Linked DNA regions of Pan troglodytes: region 2 is linked to region 1. The links are chromatin contacts, called in public Hi-C maps. All regions are on one chromosome and are shown on one strand. The core of a region is the stretch at or near the end of the contact, and the rest is flanking DNA. Distances in the headings are between cores, read along the strand shown.

What was found. A called contact is a pair of places that touch in the nucleus more often than the background predicts.
Region 2: a Hi-C map of stem cell-derived neural progenitor cells shows a contact between it and region 1, with 4 times the contacts expected there. The contact joins the enhancer-like site here to the promoter of SRFBP1 in region 1. A contact is called at or near these places in 1 of 7 Hi-C or Micro-C datasets (stem cell-derived neural progenitor cells) and 1 of 1 datasets of contacts at active chromatin or transcription factors (stem cell-derived excitatory neurons).

The regions. Positions count from the first base shown.
Region 1 is chr4:119,712,958-119,720,415 of NHGRI_mPanTro3-v2.0_pri, forward strand. It overlaps SRFBP1 (serum response factor binding protein 1), which reads left to right and starts at 4,690. Exons shown (of 10, transcript XR_010157317.1): 1 at 4,690-4,904.
Region 2 is chr4:120,175,676-120,183,133 of NHGRI_mPanTro3-v2.0_pri, forward strand. It overlaps SNCAIP (synuclein alpha interacting protein), which reads left to right. Exons shown (of 13, transcript XM_054684545.2): 7 at 5,834-5,947. Among named protein-coding and RNA genes, the nearest start is that of SNCAIP, 120 kb to the left of the region's middle. Within about 2 kb of position 3,871, at least 8 of the 24 cell types and tissues checked have an H3K27ac peak or open chromatin away from gene starts, as enhancers often do. A contact at or near this core is called in stem cell-derived neural progenitor cells, where this site is marked.

The DNA of each region.
Region 1 (7,458 bases), core at 3,440-5,939:
TTTGTATCCTGCAACTTTAATCAATTTATCAGTTCTAATAGCTTTTTGGTGGAGATGTTGTTTTTTCAAATATAAGATCATATAATCTGCAAAACTAGGATAATTTTACTTTCTTTCCAATTTACATGCCCTTTATTTCTTTCTCTTGTCTGATTGCTCTAGCTAAGACTTTCATCACTATGTTTAATAACAGTGGTTAAAGTGAGCATTCTTGTCTTGTTCTAGATCTTAGCAGAAAGGCTTTCAGGTTTTCACCAATCATGATACTGTTTCTGTCATATGTGGCTTTAATTATGTTGAGATATGTTCTTTGTATACTCTGTTGAGTTTTTATTGTGAATGAATGTTAAATTTTATCAAATGTTTCCTCAGCATCAGTTAAAATTATATTTTTGTCATTTATTCTGTTGATATGATGTGTCATATCAATTGATTTGCATATGGTGAACCATCCTTGCATCCCAGGGATAAATCTCACTTTGTCACGATGGATAATGTTTTAATGTGTTGTTGAATTCAGTTTACTAGTGTTTTGTTGAGAATTTTTGCATCAATGTTCATCAGAGATATTGGTCTGTAGTTTTCTTTTCTAGATGTGTCTTTGCCTTTAGTATTAGGGTAATACTGGCTTCCTAGAATGACTTTGGAAGTATTCTCTTCTTTATTTCTCAGAATAGTTTCAGTAGGGCTGTTCTTAGTTCTTTAAGTGCACAGTAAAATTCAGCAGTGAAGCCGTCAAGCCCCAGGCTTTTCTTTGCTGGAAAACTTTTTATTAAGGCTTCTATTTTATCACTTACTGGTTTATTCAGGTTTTGGGTTTCTTCATGGTTCAATCTTGGTACACTGTATGTGTCTAGGAATTTATCCTTTCTTCAAAGTTTTCCAATTTGTTAGCATGTAGTTGCTCACAGTACAAAGTTTTTGTCCTGTGATTTCTTCTTGAAGTTTTGTAGGTTTTACATTTAGATATAACTCAACCATTTCGAGTTGTTTTTCTAGGTGGTGTTACATGTGGGTGAAAGTGGTGTGTGTGAACATGTGTGTGTTCCATATAGATATCCAATAATTCAGGCACAGTTTGTTGAGAAAACTAACTTTTCCTCACAGAATTGCCTTGAAACTTTCTCAAAAATCATTTGTTCATATATGTGTGAGTATGCGTTTCTTAATTCTGTTTGCTAAACATCCATGTTTAGTTGTAATCTAGAATTGTATGAATAAAACTTAAGAAAAATGCAAAATGAGAATAATGGCAGTAATCCAGCATGTTAGATAAGAGATTACTTTGACATAATCACAGAAGATTTCTCAAGGAAAGTGGGTGTTGTGAAATGAATTGTTTTCCCTGCCCTTCAAATTCATATGTTGAAGACCTAACCCCCAATATGATGCTATTCAGAGATAAAAATCTGTAGGGATGTAATTAAGTTTAAATAAGGTCATAATGGTAGGACTCTAATCCAATAGGATTGGTGCCACTATAAGAAGAGGAAAACACCAGAGAGCTCTCTCTCCACATGTGCACAGCAGAAAGGTTACATGGGGTTGTGGCCACAAAAAGGTGGCTATCTGCAAGCAAAGAAGAGAGCTCTTACCAGAAACTAATCCTGATGGTACCTTGATCTTGGACTTCAAGTATCCTAAATAAATTTGTGTTGTGTAAGTTATCCAGATTGCAGTATTTTATTATGGCACCCCAAACCAACTAACACAGTGGGACTAATACAAGTTCCTCTTGAGGAACTTGACACTGAAAAACTTGAGTCTCTATTGAATGTGTTTGTGGACCCTTAGTTCCACTAATTGGAGCACTGTAATAAAAAGAAAAAAAGTCTCAAACTAGGTGCTTTTGATTATTATAGCTTTGTCATTTCATACATCTGACAGCAGTTAATTGATCCAGTTCAGCCCTCCATGAATAAAACAGGGAGACAGTTTGCTTTCTAGAGAAACTTTCAACCTAATTATCACAAATACATTGTTATTACTGGATAAATTGGGCATTGCTTAATGAAAGCCAGCTAGTAGAACTTCCTTTGTTATCAAACAAAATAATTTTTGAGATTGTGGCATCAAAAGAGGTAGGAAGATTGACTTGGAGGTGATATATCTGGAACAAATGATTTCACATTAATATTGTGAAAATGGAACAATACTAGTCTCTTTAAAAACAGGAGTATCTAAGGTTGTTGAGAGCTTTTAATATAAAAGAATAACCAGTACACAAATGATTTCAAATTAAAGTAGACTATCATAAATACTATAAGTATGACCCACTGGTAGACTATCATAAATACTATAAATATGACCCACTGGTGAGCAAAATTAAACTTATCTTTGGGGATGTGGAAATAATTATTAAAAGAGATGGATGGAATTTGACCTGGTCTTGAGAAATAGCACTTGAGCAAGCTGATGTAGCAGAGGAAGCATCATAGCTAAGGGAGACAGCATGGGCTAAGGAGGAAAACTAAGCAAGTGCTGATCCTGAGGAGACTGGTGGTTTAAGAACTGAGATTTTAGGGAGCAAAAGAAGTAGTCAAGAGAAAACACTGCAAAGCTTTTCAGAGTTACAGGCAAATTTTGTATTAGTAATACATTTTCTGAAGCATTGTGGGATCATAATAACTCCTTTCTCCCAAATTCGAAGACAGATTTTGAACAAAGCTCTCTATTTATCTTGATTATTTGACATTCCTTCGTACGTATTTATATGCAAAGTGAACACTACCCACCTGGAGCTGAAAAAGCTCCTACACTCCAGGAGTTCAGCTTTGATGACAGAAGGTAGACAAAGGAAACAATTACAATTCAGCATACTATTTAGTAGTGGCAAATCTACCTTCATGTAACACTGGTCCAACAGGAAGTCATCTGTTAAATCCATTTGTGTCCAAATAATGCACCAAACTAAAAGAATACCAATTTCTTTTACCAAGTCAGAGCTATTCAAAGTGGAGTTCAGTTTTATGAGATAACAGCATGGGTTCTGGACAAGGCTGGTTTCTTGGGCAAAGGCTCAGAAGTGGGCCTTGGTTAACTAAGCTTTGGGCACAGTCTTGAAATTATTAGTGATTTCATTTTGGAATTTGAGTTTTGTAAGTGAAGTCTAGTGGGATAATGGAACATGTGCCAAGGCCTTGTTGTCTCAGGTCATGTGTGGTCCTGTCCCCAACAGCTCCTCAGGTGGATTCTCTGGTTTCCTGCTCTCCTGTCTCCACCCAGCAACTGCTGCCACCTTGCTCCAGTGTATACACTCCTACCTGAGTCTTGGGGCAGGGGTCTCAGGCACCTTTGAGGGTCTGCCCTGACAACCTAATGTCTCTGTGCTTTAGGGAGCATCGTATTAAATAGTAAATTAACAAACACCATGAAGAGTCAAGAGACGCTATGGAAGAAACTTTTTTTTTTTTTTTGAGACAAAGTTTCACTCTTGTTGCCCAGTCTGGAGTGATCTTGGCTCACCGCAACCTCCGCCTCCCAGGTTCAAGTGATTCTCCTGCCTCAGCCTCCCGAGTAGCTGGGATTACAAGCATGAGTCACCAGGCTCGGCTAATTTTGTATTTTTAGTAGAGACAGGGTTTCTCCATGTTGGTCAGGCTGGTCTCGAACTCCCGACCTCAGGTGATCCGCCCGCCTAGGCTTCCCAAAGTACTGCGATTACAGGCGTGAGCCACCACCCTCCGCCGGAAGAAACGTTTTTCCTGCATTTTGAATAAAGGGGCCTGGATTTTCATTTTGCACTGTACCCCAGGTATTATGTAGCTGGACTTGAAGTCCTGTAGCAGTGGACAGTCCCAGGCAAGTGACTCTGGGCGAGGCACTTGGTGCCTCTGAAGTCACTTTCCACATCTGTGAAATAATAGTTCAGAGCAGAGTAGGGTGGCTCACTCCTGTAGTCCTAGTTATTTGGAAGGCTGAGGTGAGAGGATGGCTTGAGCCCAAGAGTTTGAGGCTGCAGTGAGCTATGACTGTGCCACTGCACACCAGCCTGGATGACAAAGAGAGACTGGGTCTCTAACAAAATAATATTAATAAAAGGATAATAATTTCTATCTTGTTGGATTTCTGTGGAGATTTGGAGCTAATTTATGTAAAGCTCTTGGACCACCATTTGACACATTTTAATGGTCAGTACTAGAAGGTGTTGACAATTACACATTACCTAATTCAAACACATTACCTAATTCAAACACACTCCCTTACGTCTCCTATGCCTGCCGGCTAATAAACAGCCATTCCCACAGGCAGTACCAAATGTGTATCCTGGTTTTGCTTCAAATGTTCATTCCCTAAATTTAAACCCTTCTATAGTGTGCAGGAAAAAAATGTCCGCACCTCAGCTATAATGTGAGGTTGGAACAAAAAACTGCGAGGATTTAAAAAGGTGTGCTTGTTAGAAAAGCAGAAATCTTCACAAATACTAGATTTAAAAAAATGGAAGCAAAAAATCGTTCATTTAAGTGATCATTTCAGTAGAGCTCTTTCACCGCCGTTCAGAGCCCCCCTAGCCATTAGAGAGAAAAACCAAGGCCGGTACAATGCGAGCGCAGTGTACCAAGGGAACACACACACAAACAAAAACCGAATCTTGAAAAACTAGACGTTGCCCAGCTACCAGCCCCCATCTGGTTTCCATAGGAACGCGCAATTCCGTTGCGTAGCGCTCTGCGCCGGTAGTTGTTCTGTCTCAGTTCCGGTTTTCCCTTCCAAGAGTCAATATTTCTTGTTCCCAGGCGGCAGCTAGAGCAGAAGGCGGATGAGTTTTGGACAGAAGAGGCTTCCGTTGAGGGGCGTGGCGACGCAGCCGCGGTCTGAGAGACCCGGTTCACGTGCAGGCAGCGGCGGATCATATTCCTTCATCTACCATGGCTCAGCCGGGAACTCTGAACCTCAATAACGAGGTGAGCGCCGAGGAACCTATGGGGCTGACTTTAAGGGTCCTCAAAACCAGCTCTTTTGAGACGCGTGGTTGGAGGCGGGCATAGAGGGTGCGGTTGGAGGAACTTTCGTGGTGGGCCCAGGCGGGTTTCCCGCAACTTGGAGTTTGGCAACCGGTAATTTCCCTTTTCGGTCTCCAGGTGACTGAAGTGAGAGACATGTGTCTGGCCCCACGAATTTATGTCTGTGGGACTTTGGGAAGACCCTTTAGCCTGTATGTTCAATATTCTCGTCTGTAAAGCGGAGCTCAAGATAGTTCGTCCCAGGGTTGTGAGATTAACTGAGATACGTAAAGTATTTGCAAGTGCCTGACCCTTAATAAACTTTCAGTACACAGTACCTGCTCTTTATTGCCTGTCGAAAATGAAGAGAGAAAGTAAGAGCTGTAGCTTCTAAGAAATTGGTGGTCTTGAATGAGACTGTATGCTCAGTACTTCGTTTCCTCTTCCAGTTAGTGTCCTATTTCTTTGCTTCCGTTTACAGCAGAACTTCAATAAAGAGCTGTTTATACTTGCTATCCTCAATTCTTTTTTCTGCTTTTTCAGTCCATTCTCATCAGACATTTGTTCTCACCACCGTCACTTCCATAGTGTGCGGTGTCGACAAAATACCATTTCTACCACTTATCCCCCTTTGGTTTCTGCTTCTATTCAACAAAGTAATGTCATCCAAAGTCTTAAAGTAAGCTGGAAACATAAGGATCGAGTAAGGACCTCACAGTTAGATACAGAAAGGAAATTCTTTATCCCGTTTATGAGCAAGTCACTGTTTAGATTATACACAGTAGTGTAAGGGATATTTCATATTTTCTAGTAACCTATACTCAAGTGAGACAGCTAAGCAACACTCACCTGTGTTACAGAACAATGTGTGAAGAATGCCCCCAAAACCTAGTAATGCAGAAAAGTTTCCAAAGGCGGCAGAATGAAGTGGGTGATACTTGTCCTTGGTCTTTAGGGATCTTGCACAGGAATTGCAGTCAGTGATTCAGGAAAGGGGAAGAAGTCATTCCAGGCAGAGGGACTGGTATAAGCAGGAAAGGGCTAGTAGCAGAAGAACCCGTGGGTAATACAGGGATAGGTAACTCTTCACTGATGGGAACTTGTGAGATGAAGAAGGAAATAAAACTGAAATATATTCTCTGCTGCCAGATTAACGAGTCAGGATTTCAGTTGACAGTGGACTACAGGATATGCTGAAGAGGGAAGCTGAAAGCAGTCACTATTTACTCATAAACATACATTAAGCTTATGCTTTGTGCCAGAAAGCGTTTGGTGGGCTATTTTGCATTAGGTTACCTGTGATGTATGAAAGATCAGAGTAATGTCCCTGGGATTTCAACCCCAGGGAGCTTCATATCAAATTTTGTAATGACTTTGATGATGGAAATGACAGGAGATGAGTCATTAAAGACTCTTTTAACACTTAGCTAACTTTTGTTCTTCTTCAAAACAGTTAAAATTTGACCTTTAGGAAATCTTCATTAACTCCTCTCGGTCTGGGTTAGGTGTCTATTCTTTGTGCACCCAGATTGCTTTCTCCTCTGGAAACACTTATGTAACTGTTTCTGTCTTCCTGTGTTTATGTGTCTATCATGTGTAGCACATATGTTTACTAGGTGATTAAATGAATTTATGAAAGCAGGAACTACACACATCCACCACTGAAGTCTAGTGTGTTCTAATGTGAAGGAGATAAAAAGGACAGAAAAAAGTGGAGATGATGGAGGATATTATAATTTAAAATTAGTGGGAAAAAAAACCCACAAAAGGAAAGAGAGATTTATCTACATAAAAATTGAATAACCTACCAAAGAAAAGAAAAATGACAACAACTAGAAAAAAAATACAGCAAATATGACAAAGGGCTAATGCCCTTAATAGGAAATACCTCATAGAAATTAAAAGAAACTATCTCAGAAAATAGGCAGAAGAAATGAATTAACTTCTTCAAGGAGGAAATGTATCTGAAAAATAATTTGAATTCGCTTTCAATCTTTTCACTTCTTTTCCATCACCACTAGAATCCTAGTACAGCTACTGTACTAGCTTCCCAACTACTTACATTGACTCTTCTCAAACTTTAATCTTTTTTTTTTATATGTATACTTTAAGTTCTGGGGTACATGTGCAGAACGTGCAAGTTTGTTACATAGGTATACATGTGCCATGGTGGTTTACTGCACCCATTAACCTGTCGTCTACATTAGGTATTTCTCCTAATGCTTTCCCTCCCCCTTTCCCCCCACCCGACAGGCCTTGGTGTGTGATGTTCCCTTCCCTGTGTCCATGTGTTCTCATTGTTCAACTCCAACTTGTGAGTGAGAACATGCAGTGTTTGGTTTTCTGTTCTTGTGTTGCTTTGCAGAGAATGATGGTTTCCAGCATCATCCATGTCCCTGCAAAGGACATGAACTCATCATTTTTTATGGCTGCATAGTATTCCATGGTGTATATGTGCCACATTTTCATTATCCAGTCTATCATTGATGGGCATTTGGGTTGGTTCAAAGTCTTT
Region 2 (7,458 bases), core at 2,621-5,120, 460 kb after region 1:
GCAAAATATAGTACATCACTAGAAGATTAGCTATTCAACTAAAATTACCTAAAAGATCTTTGGCAAATAAATGTAGAATCCAATCATATTTATTAAAAAGCCAGAAGTGACATTCAGGGAAATATAATACATCTTGTATTTTTGCATATGTGCTTTGCTTTACATAATAGTTGTGTCTTCTAAAAGCTGAATAATCATAATTTTTATAAATTTAATTATATTGAAATTCGTGAGGGGAATTTGTTGGAGAAACCTACATGTGAATTCACTAAAGAACGTTACATTTAAAAAACCATTAACTGCTGTTCTACCTTAATATATTTTTTATGCAAACCTGATTTTTTTGTATTTTTAATTTGATGATTCAGCAAAGTTTTATACATTAAAAAATAATTTCCATTTTATTTAATTTTGCTCAGTTAAGCAAAGTAATTAATAAGGTATACTTCAAATCTAGCATAGAAGATAATTTTTTAAATAAAATAAATCTATGACCCTGGTAGGTATTATTTTGCTTTGGTTGTAAGTGATATGATGTTGAATTAAGAAGTAAACTTCAGGCAGCTATCATGAAGAAAGATAAATAGAACTAAACTACAGGCAGCTATCATGAAGAAAGATAAATAGAACTAAACTACAGGCAGCTATCATGAAGAAAGATAAGTCAAATGTAAAGTCGAGATTTAATATAGTTGAGCTTAACAAAGTGTACCAAGTTTACCAGGTACTGCGTTTGGTGGCTGGCAATACAAATTTGTATAAGTCATAGTCCCTACTCTTAAGGAGCTAATATTATTGCTAGTGGATAAGACTGGTAAGTTATCAGTAACACAAGTATAGGATGGCAAATTTGGGATATAGCCCTGTGACAGAGTTCTGTAGACATCAATGAGCATGTGTCAGTGATAAATATTCTTGCAGTGCTAATGAGTGTTAAGATTTGCCTTGCTGTTTTAGTGTTTATAAAATACAGTTCTCATTAGTCTTCCTAATGGTAGATTATTTATATAGGTAGAAGAAAATAATTTTTTTAAATTTGTATGCCCTAGGGCTTGTTTTGATAGATTAAAAATCTCTGAGTAGAAGGTACATAAGAAACTTAGTGGTTGTTACGCCAATCTTCAGCATAAACACCTTCTATGATATCCATATTAAGTTTCAATTCATTCTTATATTCCTGCAGTCAACATAAGATTGCCATTATACCATCAGTGTGCAAACTTAAACAGCACTGTTTTTTTTTTTTCATTTTAATGAAAAAGATTTCAAACCCATAAGACTCAAAAACTTTTACAGGTTTGAGGTCTCAGGCTTTTCATACTTAACTTCCAGAAAATGATTTGAATGTTCTACTCCTTTATTCTAGAATTTACAAAAGCAGTAAATACAAATATTTTATAACAAGTGCTTCCCTCTTTAGAAATCTGTCCTGACGCATATTTTGTCTCAGTCCATTCAGTGTATTTTGATGAACACTGATGACATTGAGAGAGTCCTAAAGAGTCACCATTTTGTTTTAGGACCTTGTTTTGAACACCAGTAACCAACTAGTGGTGTTTCACCTCATTAAACACAGTTTTGAGGGCCCTGCTGTCATGGAAAGACAAAGTTGGTACAAATGGACAGAAGTTGCTAAGATAATATGACTTGGCTAACAGGAAGCAGAGTAAGGGATAAGGTATCAAATAGAAAGATTTACCTGGGAACGGGCTTTGAAGTCATATCAGGACTTAAGAACATCTCCCTCACTATTAAACTCCTGGAATGGAACGTAATAAATTCTGCCAGTTACATACAGAATTTATTGACCACTTCTGGGATACCCAAGAGTACATACTGTGGGAGTTCAGGGTATTATTGAGTTTTCTTTAGAAATGATTAAGCAAAGTAGTTGGAAAGAAATATTTCTAAAAGGTGAGAGCAGTCTGTTTTCTAAAACAGGACAGAAGAAGTAATTATTTTAAGACTTAAACAGTCTAGGAATGAAATAATCTTAATTCCCTTTTCACTTCTCATTCAGTCCTTTTGATTAAGCCAAAAAGCAAAGTGTCCATCTGGATATAACGTGACTTCAAACACATAATCTTACTGATACCCCCTTGCTGTATGTTAAATACAGCAAGTGGCCCCAGGCCGATAGACTTTGGCAGGCAAAAATCTCCTGCTAGAATTTTTTGTTTGTTTGTTTTCTTAGTATTTATATTTATGGCAAGTAATACTGGTTTCAAACTCACAATAGTGATATAATATTTCCTTCTGCCTTTCTAACAGTATTTTGTTTAAGTGTTGCCTCCTTGAATAACTAGAACTAACAGACATCTAATAGAACACTACCCAACAATAGCAGAAAACATATTCTTGTCAAGTACACATGAAACATTCTCCAGGATAGACCAAATGTTAGGCTATGAAACAAGTCTCAATAAGTTTTTTTTTTTTTACCTTTTATTTTTATTTATTTATTTATTTATTTATTTATTATACTTTAAGTTCTAGGGTACATGTGCACAACATGCAGGTTTGTTACACATGTATACATGGGCTGTGTTGGTTTGCTGCACCCATTAACTCGTCATTTACATTAGGTATTTCTCCTAATGCTATCCCTTCCCCATCCCCCCACCCCACGACAGGCCCCAGTGTGTGATGTTCCCCGCCTGTGTCCAAGTGTTCTTATTGTTCAATTCCCACCTATATGTGAGAACATGCGGTGTTTGGTTTTCTGTCCTTGTGATAGTTTGCTCAGAATGATGGTTTCCAGCTTCATCCATGCCGCTACAAAGGATATGAACTCATCCTTTTTTATGGAAGTCTTAATAAGTTTTAAAGGATCGAAATGCAAAGTTATGTCCTTCGATCATAATAGAATGCAATTAGAAATCAATAACAAAAGGAAATTTGGGATGTTCATAAATATGTAGAATTACATGTCAAAATAAATCAACGTGTTAAGAAATCACAAGGAAAATTAGGAAATATTTATAGATGAACGAAAATGAAAATACAACATACCAACACTTACAAGATGCAACTAAAGCAGCACTTAGAGGGAGATTTGTAGCTGTAAATGCCTCTATTAAAAGAGGAGGAGAGGAAAGTGGGAAGGAGAAAGACTTCAAATTAATAGCCTAATTTTCCACCCTAGAAAACTAGAAAAAGAAGAGCAGAGTAAATCCAAAGCAAGCAGAAGGAAGGAAATAATAAAAGTTAGAGTAAAAAGAAATAAAATAAAAAATAGAAAAATAATAGAGGACGTCAATAAAACAGCATTTAGTTCTATGAAAATATTTTTAAAAAGTAATGAATGCCTAATTTAGGTAAACTGACCAAAAAAAAAAAAAAGAAGACCTACATTACTAAAATCAGAAATCAGAAATGTTGCCTCACATTTCTGTGTTCTGTGTAAACGCCAGTTTGCGTAAACCGTCTTGCCTAGTAAATGATCAATATGGTTGCTATTCCTTTCTTCTTTTAGCGGGAATGAAGCACATTGTATTTGTGTGTTAGTGGTTTTTCGTTTTTAATCCTGGTAGGAAACATTTGGCATGCTCCAATTGCGAAATTTAAGGAAAGTCTGTAATTAAGGGATTATATATAAAAGGATGGTTGAGGGTAAGGGGTCCGTAAAGGAAAGTGCAGTACCCTGGGGTGTTTATTTAACAGCCAGGACACGGTTACCTCCCCAAAGCTGGGAAAGGGAAAGGAGTGGTTATAAGAACTTGAGATAGAAAGGACTGAGTACAAAGGACTGGCTTACTTTTGGGCTTTTTAAGGGACTCAGATGGCCAATGGCAACCCCATAGAGAGGGCCTCAAACTCACTCTCCTTTCCTGATCTGCCACTGTCTCCATCAGCCAGATCCAGCCAGAGGAGCAGGGAGCCAACTCATTCAGAACAACCTCCTAGGGCAAATACCTCCGGAGAATAGAATCTGCATGTGAATAGTTGGGCGTTCCATTATCCAAATGGAATAAAATGAAGAATGAGCAGATTACCTCATTGTCCTCCTTTTAGAATAAATTTTTACCCTTGAGCAGTTAAATGATAGAATTCTAAAATAAAGAGAAACTAATCCTATTCTACTAATTTAAATGCTACCCTCAGTGAAGCCTCCCTTGGCTCCCTGCCAACCATACCTCTTTTCTCCTGGGCTAAAATCCCACAAGCTGCAAACTAGGAAGGCAGTTGAATGTTTGATTTGTCTGACAGAGTTATTGCGAGAATCTAAGAGAGCATTCTAATAGAAGGTAACAAGTATTGTCTGCTTAGTAAGTTTACATGCTTTATTTCATTTAATCTTCATGGTAACTCTATGAGGTAGTTACTATTATCCCTGCTATTTCACTGTTTCACAGATAAGAAAATTGAGTATCGGATAGGTAAAGTAATTTGTCCATGGTCTTGTAACTAAGTGGCAGATTAAGATTTAAAACCATATCAGAATCTGGGTTTTAATCACGAGGAGATACGTATCTGGGTTTATATATCATACTGCTCTATAAGTGGTAGGGAACATTTTCTACAGACATGTATGGACTATATTGTAGCTATTTACATGCTTTGATTGCTTTTTGAGAGAAGTTTAAGTTTCTAAAAATTATGAGAAATTTTTTTAAAATTATGAGGGTAAAAAATACTCATAAACGACTATAAGAAAATCCTACTCTTTTTTTTCTGCCTACTTTTACTTGATCCTAAAGGTCAAGAGGGTTGGTTTCCTTAAAAATGTAAAAGTTGAGGATATTTTACTTTCTGTATCCATAGTTATATTATTTGTATATAATAAAAGATAATTTCCCTTTTTAAAATTGTTTAATATTTTACTAATTAAGATATTTACCTCATCCCTTAATGAAATTTTTAATTTCAAATATGAGTTTACTGATTTTTCATTAACAAATATGATTCTTTGGAGATTGGAAAACAGTTGTGCATCTTATGAAGTTTAATTGAAGAATACTGAAGACCATGCCGTGTGTTGGCTTAGTTTTGGAACAATTAGAATGCTCATATGATGCTGGTGGTGATATAAAGTGGGCAATCACTTTGGAAACTAGTTTGGTGGCTTTTTATTAAGTCAAATATACAGCTACCATACGACTCAGAAATTCCGTTATTTACCGAGGAGAAATAAAAGCATGTATTCACTATTCACAAAAAAAAATTCATAGCAACTTTATTCATAATATCCCCTAAGTGGAAACAATCCACATATCTATCAATAAGTTATTGGATAAGTAAATTGTGGTTTAATTCTACAATGAAATACTTCTCAGCAATAGAAAAGGAATAAATTACTGATACAAGCAGTAGCTTGGATGAGTCCCAAAGGCCTGCTATGTAAAAGAAGCCAGACACAAGAGTATATACAGTAATCTATTGTGACAGAAATCTCATCAGTGGTTGTTTGGGACAAATGAGAGGAGGGTGAGAACCAAAGAGTACCAGAACACTTCTGGGGGTAATGGAAATGTTCTTTGTCTTGAGTGAAGTTATAGTTACAGGAGTATACATATTTGTCAAAATACATCAAACCGTATACTTTAAAAGATTATATTTTATAGTATACAAATTATACCTTACTAAAGTGAATTTAAAATAACTGATTACAATTATGAAAATGAACTTAAATAAAAATTCTGCAATTGATTTCGAGCCAAATCCACAGATCAGGAATATAATAGGTGATATCTTTATATCATATATAAATTAAGCCTGATATAAATGCCAAAATTTATATGATTTCTTTCCTTGGTGAAATTACCATCTTTAATGTATTTTTCAAACCTGAGTTACCTTGAATTTCCATCTCTCTTTCTTTTTTAAAACCTAGAATGGTCAGTTGGAGTGCGTACGGTGGATGGTGAGCGAAACAGAAGCCATTGCAGAACTGAGTTGTTCTAAGGATTTTCCAAGCCTTATTCATTACGCAGGTTGCTATGGCCAGGTATGAAGGAGTTTTTTAAGTATCTTCCCTTTGTGTACCATATAATCTTCCTACTTTTTTATTATTAGTCCATCAAAATCCAAACATAAGAAATCATCAAAAATGTATCCAAAGGTATATAACCAATGATATTTGTTGTTATTTTTGTTTTAAATGAAAAAAAGTTTACAACAACCTAAATAAATATCCCATGACAGATATTGGATAAATAATGAAGCTGCAGCCATTGATGACATTTTATGGGAAAATGTTCATTATATAGTACTAAACAAATATGTATGATACAAAACTGGTCCTATAATTTAGCACCAGCTTTGAATTTTGGAGATAAAGGGAAATAGAAATTAATACTAAAAAAAATTATGTCACAACATGTTTATAGTAGTTATCACTCAGAGTAGCAGTACAAGTGGCTTCGATTTTCTATTTTTTTTAATTTTTCAGTATTTTCCAAATTTTTTACAGTAAACACATTTAACATTTATCAAAAGGAACAATGACACATTTTCTTGAACCCAAAGTTAAAAGGAAAATCTTTATAAGACATTAATCAAGGCAGTCTCACTCAATTAAAGATGAATAAGCACACTAACCAGATGGCTCTCAGTTGCAATCAATTTCCATATTAGGAAATCCCAACATTAATTAGTGTACACAGATCACAATCCAGTGTTTGCAGTTAAAAAAAAAATTACTACATCCCTTTGGAGAATGTGACTGTGAGTTATCTTTTTAAAAAATTGGAACCACAAAATACCAATCTCAGTCTTAAAAAATAATAGTACTGTGTTAAAATAGATTTAATTGTATTTGTGGCAAAGAAAATTGCTTCTCATGCATTTAACTATATTCTCTCTGGCTTCATAAACTTTCCCAGTAGAAGTAAACTGTGGCATTGTCAACAAGAGATTATGCTTTTTCAAGTAAGACAATCTCAAGTTCAAAAAGTAGACAACACTATTACCACAGTCTTTCTTTAGTGGGAGTCATGCTTAGGGATAGTTTATTTTGTGCTGTGGTAACTTCTACTAGTGTGTGTGTGTGTGTGTGTGTGTGTGTGTGTGTATAATATATATTACATAAAAACATGTTTTTTATATGTTATATATACATGTAAAATGTTTCCTATGTGTGCCAGGCACCACGCCATTGGATTTTGTGTACATTCTCTCATTTATTCCTCAAAACAATCCTGTGAGAGCTTGTTGTGTTTATCCCCATTTCATAGATGAGGAAGGAGACTGAAGAAAGAGAGTTACATGACTTGCACATGGTCTAATGGCTAGTAAGAGCAAAGACTAGATTTCAACTCAGTTTCTCTCACTTCAGGGCCAGATCCTGTTTTGTCCCCATTTGTATAGAAAATGTATGCAGATTGTTTGTAGAGGCACTGATATAGCTGAAGAAGACTTTTTTTTGCAGTTTTATCTAACAATACATTATAATATTTGGAGTGCTTCACACTACTCATTGAAGAGATTTTTAACTGTACCAAATTTATGAAATGGAGA